2 separate regions of the Mus musculus genome follow, and region 2 is linked to region 1. The links are chromatin contacts, called in public HiChIP or PLAC-seq maps. All regions are on one chromosome and are shown on one strand. The core of a region is the stretch at or near the end of the contact, and the rest is flanking DNA. Distances in the headings are between cores, read along the strand shown. Region 1 has its middle 35 kb from the start of Gm21859. Region 2 holds the start of Litaf (LPS-induced TN factor).

The links. HiChIP or PLAC-seq counts read pairs in DNA pulled down with a chosen protein or histone mark.
Region 2: a contact with region 1 is called in an H3K4me3 HiChIP or PLAC-seq map of bone marrow-derived macrophages, with 5 times the contacts expected there. The contact joins the promoter of Litaf here to the enhancer-like site in region 1. A contact is called at or near these places in 2 of 39 promoter capture datasets (macrophages and neural stem cells), 4 of 15 datasets of contacts at CTCF or cohesin (CD8 T cells, the NIH/3T3 cell line, large pre-B cells and 1 more), 16 of 484 Hi-C or Micro-C datasets (ECoMG myeloid progenitors, the HL-1 cell line, the HPC-5 cell line and 9 more), 22 of 115 datasets of contacts at active chromatin or transcription factors (the 230-238 cell line, the HPC-7 cell line, the NIH/3T3 cell line and 12 more) and 5 of 9 other capture datasets (adipose tissue, embryonic stem cells, liver and 2 more).

What each region holds. Positions count from the first base shown.
Region 1 is chr16:10,877,868-10,881,291 of GRCm38.p6, forward strand. No RefSeq gene overlaps it. Among named protein-coding and RNA genes, the nearest start is that of Gm21859, 35 kb to the right of the region's middle. Within about 2 kb of position 1,809, at least 77 of the 459 cell types and tissues checked have an H3K27ac peak or open chromatin away from gene starts, as enhancers often do. A contact at or near this core is called in ECoMG myeloid progenitors, bone marrow-derived macrophages, craniofacial prominence and 1 more, where this site is marked.
Region 2 is chr16:10,991,461-10,994,996 of GRCm38.p6, forward strand. It overlaps Litaf (LPS-induced TN factor), which reads right to left and starts at 1,661. Exons shown (of 4, transcript NM_019980.2): 1 at 1,586-1,661.

The DNA.
Region 1 (3,424 bases), core at 559-3,058:
TGACCTGACCTTCTGGCCTCTACTTCATAGGGGCTGGGATTGCGGACATCTTTCCTCAAACCCTCACTACTTTTTTTAAGGTGCTGAGGATCGAACATTCTAGGTAAACAATTCTATCAACTGGGTTGCAGCCCCATCCTCTCTGTGATTTTGCTTATCTCTGCCTGTCTCCTCTGATGGCTGAGTCTTGGACCATCTTATGTCCTGAGGATTCCCTGGACACAAGGACTAGCAGATACTCACTCACAGCCGGCAGAGCACCCCAACCCCACTCTTGCCCGTCAGCTACTCACCCTGAAGACGGATGGTCCTCAAGGGCTCTGAGAGCGACTCAGAGAGGCTCCCATTGAGGGCCACCTCCCTGCCATGCCACAGTACCACCTGGTACAGGATGTGGGTGCTTTGTGCTTTCTGGATCACAGTCCTCAGGGCCAGCTCCGTGGGAAGTGTGCTGAGCTGGAAGAGAATGGGGTGGCTGGTGTGGAACCCAGCCACGCACTGCTTGGGGTGGGGAAGGAGAGACACACCCAGAAAGAAAAAGGAACTGTGTGTGGATCAGTGTTTCCTGCATCTTCAGAACCACAATGCTAAGCATGAGCAGGGAGTGGGGCAGATTGTGAGCAGCAGAGGGTAGAGAGCCCATGAGCTCTGCAGACATGCAGTGCGCCTCTGAACTGTTTCCTATGAGGTAAGAATGCCAGCTCCCATTGTATCCATCCCTCCTTTTCTGTCCCCCTGTGTAGCCCAGGCTATCCTATAACTCACCACAGTTACTCCCTAGTGCTATGACTCCGCAGGTTTCCTATGCATGTCTAAAGCCATCCCCACCAGCTCCTCCCTGGGTAAGGGACCTTTCCTTCCTGCCTAGCTGCCATTCCCCCTTGCTATCACCTGCAGGCCTATTACAGCACTGCAGCTATGGAAACCTGACATTTCCTGGGAGGAAGGTGCTTGTAGCATAGTGCCGTCTGTGTGGGCTGACAATCCCGGCACACGAAAAGTGTTCTTCCCCGTGCCATTCCTGCAGAGCCTGTCTGTCCCAGTTCAGGGCCTTCTGTAGTTCTCAGACTCATTCCACCCCAGGCTTTTAGCATGGAGTGCTCTTTTCCCAGACTGCTTGTCATATAGGATAAGGTCAAATGTCACCTCCTCGGTGATACTACCTGACCTCCTAATCATTCATATATAGAACTTATATGGGTTTTTTTGTCATCTGCCTCCACTGGATTATATGTTCAGTGGCAGTCAGGGCTCACCCATTCTGTTTTATGCTATATCCCAGCTTCTGGAGCGGTACCTAGGGTCTAGGAGATGATTAGTCGATTATGGAGGTGAGACATACAGCTGAGTGTCTCTTCCAGCCATTTTTCCCCCTTCTGAGCCTACCCCAGAAGCAAAGCCTCAAATGAAGTTCTCTTCTTCCTAGAAAGACATACACACCTGGGGGGTGAGATCTGTTGCATCTGGATGACATTGGCAAGGCTGTCCTTAGCAGCTAGCAGGCTGGTGCTCACATGGAAACAGTGCTCCCCCACCTCTAGGGCAAAGCTGATTTTGGTCTCATCCTTGGAGCACCGGAGCTGGTGTAGGGGCGATGCCTTCGTCAGCCAAGTAGCAGCTGGCTCCAGGCTCTGCCTCCCAGAGCCCCAGACCCAAAGGGCACACAGACCCTGGGGTGAAGAAACTGTTGAAATGAGGGTCTTGAGTCAGATAGGGTCAGCCTGGTGTTACCTAGGGCCAGCCTGGTACTACCTGCCCTGTGGCCAGAGACTGGCAACATACCTCATGGCTCAAGGCAAGGATCTAGTTGTGATACCACTTATGACCACAGAGGGCAGTGCTACACAGGACAATGCTGGGGTGATAGATCAGGCTCCAGGACAGCTCTCCTAGCCATGGGTTGAGTTATTGACAGCTAGATCTTTGATCTCCTGAGCCTAGGGCATTTGATCTTACAGATAAGGATGCTTGCTTTATTAATTGACTGGTTTGAAAACTGTACTGAAGTGATGTGCCATCTTATGGGCTGGCAGAGTGACTGTCAGTATAGATTCCAGACTCCCATAGAAGAACCATAAAGACTTAGGGAAAGGAACAAGAATTGGTGCTCATACTTTGGGGTCCACAGTTTCCTTATTCCACCCCACTGAGTCTACCTGGATTATAAAATTAAGTTTATTATCACGAGTAAAAACTAAACAAGAGGACTGGAGAGGACACTCAGTTAAGAGCACTGGCTGCCCATCTGGAGGACGTGGGTTTGAGTCCCAGCACCCACTTAGCGGCTCAAATCTGTCAGTTTTTTGAGTCCCTGGAAAGACAATGTTCTCTCTGGCCTCTGAAGACACCAGGCATTCACATGGTACCCAGATATACACTGTAGGCAAAACACCCAAACACACAAAATAATAAAGTAAGAACTAAATGATTTTAAAATGCTGCTTCCAACAAGCTCAGAGGCCCTGTCAGCATGTTTAAGCTAATTCTCATCCAGTACAAACAATCAAAAAATGCAAACAATGATGCTCTGCAGACTGACTGCCTTGACATGCCAGGGGAGCACACATGAGGACTTTTAAAGAAAGTTAGTGAGAAAAGACGAAAGGGAAAGATCCAGGCAGTGGGCAAAGCACTAAGCAGGTATGATTGTAGAATACAGGCTCTGAGGTTAGATCTGTGGACTTAATCATGACTCCCCAGCCTACTAGCCAGCACACAAACAACTCGGAGTCTTTGCCCAGTTTCATTATTTTTAAAAAATAAGAATACTAAATACAATAGAGCTAAATGAGCTGTGACATAAGGGATGAAGAGTGCACCCCTGTATTCTGAGCACTCAAAAAAGGAAGTTCTAACCTGGGCTACAGAAGACCATGTATCTAAGAAACTAAACATCCCAGCTTTTGGGATTACACAGTGTTATATAAAAATCCTTGTTTTACAAAACGCTCGAGGTCTTTAGGAGCAGGGACAGAGCCTTGTTAGCTCAGTTACATGGAAATGTGTGGTCTGCCTTGGCCGATCACCACTTCCTTGCTGTTGATTGAGACAGGGTCTCATGTAGCCCAGGCTGGCCTGAAATGAGCTATGTAGCTAAGGCTGGTGTTGGCCTTCTGATCCTCTTGTTTCTACCTCCTAGTGTAGGGTTATAGATATGCATAGCTTATGGGGGGCTGGGGCTGGAGCCCAAGGCCTTATCCACATTAGGCATCCCACCTGCTGAGCCTCATCCTTGGCCCAACAGAGACCTTTCCTGTGTGCTGAGACCATCTAAGAGACACTTGAGAACAAACTAAAGTGGTCTTTGACTACGGTGCTCCCACCAGGGAAAGGGCTGTAGACAGCAGGCACTCTGTAAACAAAGGCAGGCCAGGACACAAGAAGGAGGACATTGGAACCAAGCCTGACAGCTGGTTGGGAAATG
Region 2 (3,536 bases), core at 411-2,910, 110 kb after region 1:
CTACGGCCAGGCCATAAAAGTATTGATGGACAAAGGAATGTATCCGCCAAAGGAAGGGAGCTACTATCTAGGGAGTCTAGTATCTTAGAGACTCAAGACACTGGGTGGATCTGATACCAATCACTGTGTCACTTGATTCAGTAAACTATCATAAGGATATTTTTTCAGGCAGGAATAAAACCATTCATTATTAATGCCTTTAGTGGAATAGGAAGGAGGACAATGGGCCTCTCCCACAGTAAGTAGATCTACAACAAATATTTCTGAGCTGGCCTGAACACCTTTAGAAGGCAGAACAAGGATTGGCTGAGAAGATGAAGTATGGGTGTTATTCTAGGTCAGGCAAGGCAAGCGACACACCCTCTGGATCCTGATCCAACTGATAAAGCCAATCGCTGGAGGAATTAGTGATACCACTCAGCTCCTTTCTCTCTGCATTAGTTCTACTTTAAAAGAGCCAATCTGAGAAGGCTGGAGCGGAGGGCAGAAGAGGAGGCAAGCACCTAGTGGTAGAAATGATTTTCCTTCAAAGGACTCCAATATGGAGTCCAGGAGTCCCTGAACCAGCTTCAGCTCACTCAGGGGAGGACGGTTTAATTCAGAAAAGGCTGGAGGAGCGGCTCAGTGGCACAACCCTGTAATTTCAACACTGTGGAGGCAGAAAAGTCCAGGACCAGCCTCAGCTACATATGGAGTTGGGATGCTAGCCTGGACTATCTAAGACCGTCTCAAAACAGCAAAAAGGGGATGAGCTTAGAGAGCCCCGTGACTTCCACAAACTATTTCCCAATGACTACCGCTCAGTCCAACAGAGAATGACATCAGCTTCACTCTCCGGAAGCACAAACCCGACAAAGTATTAGGTAGGGAATGTCCAAACGACCCTTTCTAAAACACACCCATGCTCTCCTCACCTCTTCCTCTTAAACCTCAACGGAAAGCTGGGGGCACGATACCGAATGACGATCAAAAGCACCGTCTAGACCCACACGGACCTGGAAACCACTGGGAAGTAAGAACTGGGCTGGCAGGACAGGCGGGGGTCACGTCCTCCTTCGCCTGGGCTCTAGACTCCGCGATCCTGAAGTTCCCCTGCTCTCCGATACGCTCGCACCGGTCTGGGAACCCGTGTGAAACTCACAGGGATAAGAGCAAAAGACGCGTGGGCCCGGAACAGCTAAAGAGCATCTGGAAAGTTACTCTACTTTTTCTCTATTCGCTTTTGCTTTCAGAGTACACACAGGGGCGTTCTCCAAATCGCAACTTAGATACTAAAGGTTACTAGAGAAAGTCGCGCCTTTTCCTATAAGCCCGAGGGGCATCATTTGGTGAGGTTCGGACGGAAGCTGGGTAGTCCGAGACTGAGAACCAAACACAACCGCACTGCTGGGACCCCTCGCCCTCAATCCCGCCCAGAGCGCGCCACCCCGGGTCCCACGACATCCCTGCTCGCCCCCCAAGGAGAGCGCGGTGCCCCGGGACTCTAGGCAGGTGGCAAAGCCCGACCCTCGCCTCTGTTGCCGCCCCGTGCCCAGCGCCCCGAATCTGGTGTTCCCCACCGGGCACCCAGCAGGGCCGCACTCACCGCTGCCCGCGCCGCCAGTCGAGCCGGGAGGTCTGCTCTGGCCGCGCGCGCGGGCCGGGAGGGCTCCGGGGAGGCAGGGCGAGCCGGGGGCGGAGATGTTTCGGGGCGTGGCTTGCTGGAAAGGGCCAGATGGGGTGGGGTCTAGGAGGGGAGGAGTAACAGCCTTGAGGCAGGAGGAGTAGGGATGAAGCTACGACCTGAGTGGGCTGGCGAGAGGCGGGGCGCGCGGAGGCGGGGCCAAAAGGTCGGGCGGGAGGCGGACTCTGGAGCCGCGAGGCCTGGGAGAGGGAGGGGAGAGATTATTCTTTGTTTCTAACAGCCACAACTACACCTCCACCAAAGTCAAGGCATAAAGACAACCTACAGAATGGGAGACAACATTTGTATGTTATGTAGCTGATGAAAGTTTATAATTTGAATAAAATTATATGATGAACAGTACTGAGGGTAGAGGCGTATATTCAAGATCGGCCTGATCTAAAACAGTTCCAGGCAAGCTAAGGCTTTATAGTGAGACCAGTCTCAAAAAAACAAAAACTAGCCAGACTGCAGTTCAGCTGTTAGAGGGCTAACATTAGCATGCATGAAAACAGGGTTCATACCCAGCGGCCCATAAATGAGTATAGTGCCACAAGCCCAGCACATTTTACGGCTGAACAGTTTCTCAAAAAAAATGTGGCTAATCTGAGAGACATAGGAAGTTTGAAGCCAACCTCAGATACACAATGAGACCCTGTCTCAACTCATCCCACACATACAAAAAAAAAAAAACATTCTTACAACGTACATGTGTGGGGGGGGTGGGGGGGTGCACGCACACGTGAGCGCACACAAGCTCACAGTAGTGTTTCACTGTGTAGCCCCACCCGGCCTTGAATTCACAGAGATCTGCTTGCTTCTGTCTCCTTAGTGCTGAGGCTAAAAGTGTATGTTACCATGCATGGCTTACATTTTATCCCCTTGCTTTAATGTGAGCACAGTAGCAGACAGAAAAGGCTGCAGGAAGAAAAGGTTTATTTTGGGTCACAGTGTGAGAGGGTTTCAGTCCATCTCCGTGGGAAAGATTTGGCAAAGCTGTTGAGATTATGGCAGCTGAAGCTATGCCGATGCTACTCACATTACAGTAGACCAGGCTGGAGAAGAGGGAGTGATCAGAGACAAGGAATAGAGTTAACCTTCAATGGCCACCCTTAGCAGATAGGCCCTGCCTCCTAAATCCTCCTCTGTAATTTCGGTGCTGGGATGGGAGAGATAGGAAGATCCCTGTTGTTTGCTGGCAGCCAGACTACAGAACTGGAGAGCCTTGGTTCAATTGAGATTCTATACCAAAAAGTATAATGGAGCACACCTGGCAAAGGAAATACCATATTATGGTCATGTAATTGCTTTTCCCTGGGTGAGGCTTATCCATTGTATTCCTCACATGCTGTTCCTAGGGTTTCCCCAAACATGGGTACCTCAAATGCTTAATGTGTGGTATGGGACGAGTAGTTGGGATACAGACTGGGTTCAAGCTCTCCCTTAAATTTTTTTTAATTAAAAAAATAAACACAGAGAACAATTGAAAAAGTCATGTGACATTGGCCTCTGGCCTGTCTACACGCATCTGTGCATGTGTGCTTATGTGTAATAACGTTGGAAGGGAAGGGAAGAAATGCTCTCCCTGGTGCACTGCTGGTACACGTGAGAGGGTGCAGCTGCTGTTCTGATTCCAGGTGGCACACACAACTGAAAACAAGTGTTCCAACGTGTAAGTCTGTACAAGACTGCTGTGGGCCCTGCTGTTCACCAAAGCTGAAGAAAATAAAAACCCAAGTGGTCAACAGATCAGTGGATATGTAAAGTACCATATGTGTGTGCCAAAGAGTAAGAGGTATCCAAACCTAACAAAAGAATTTACTGTTGCTTGCCACCATGGCCCGGAGATCTTGGGAACACTGTGCAGGGTGAA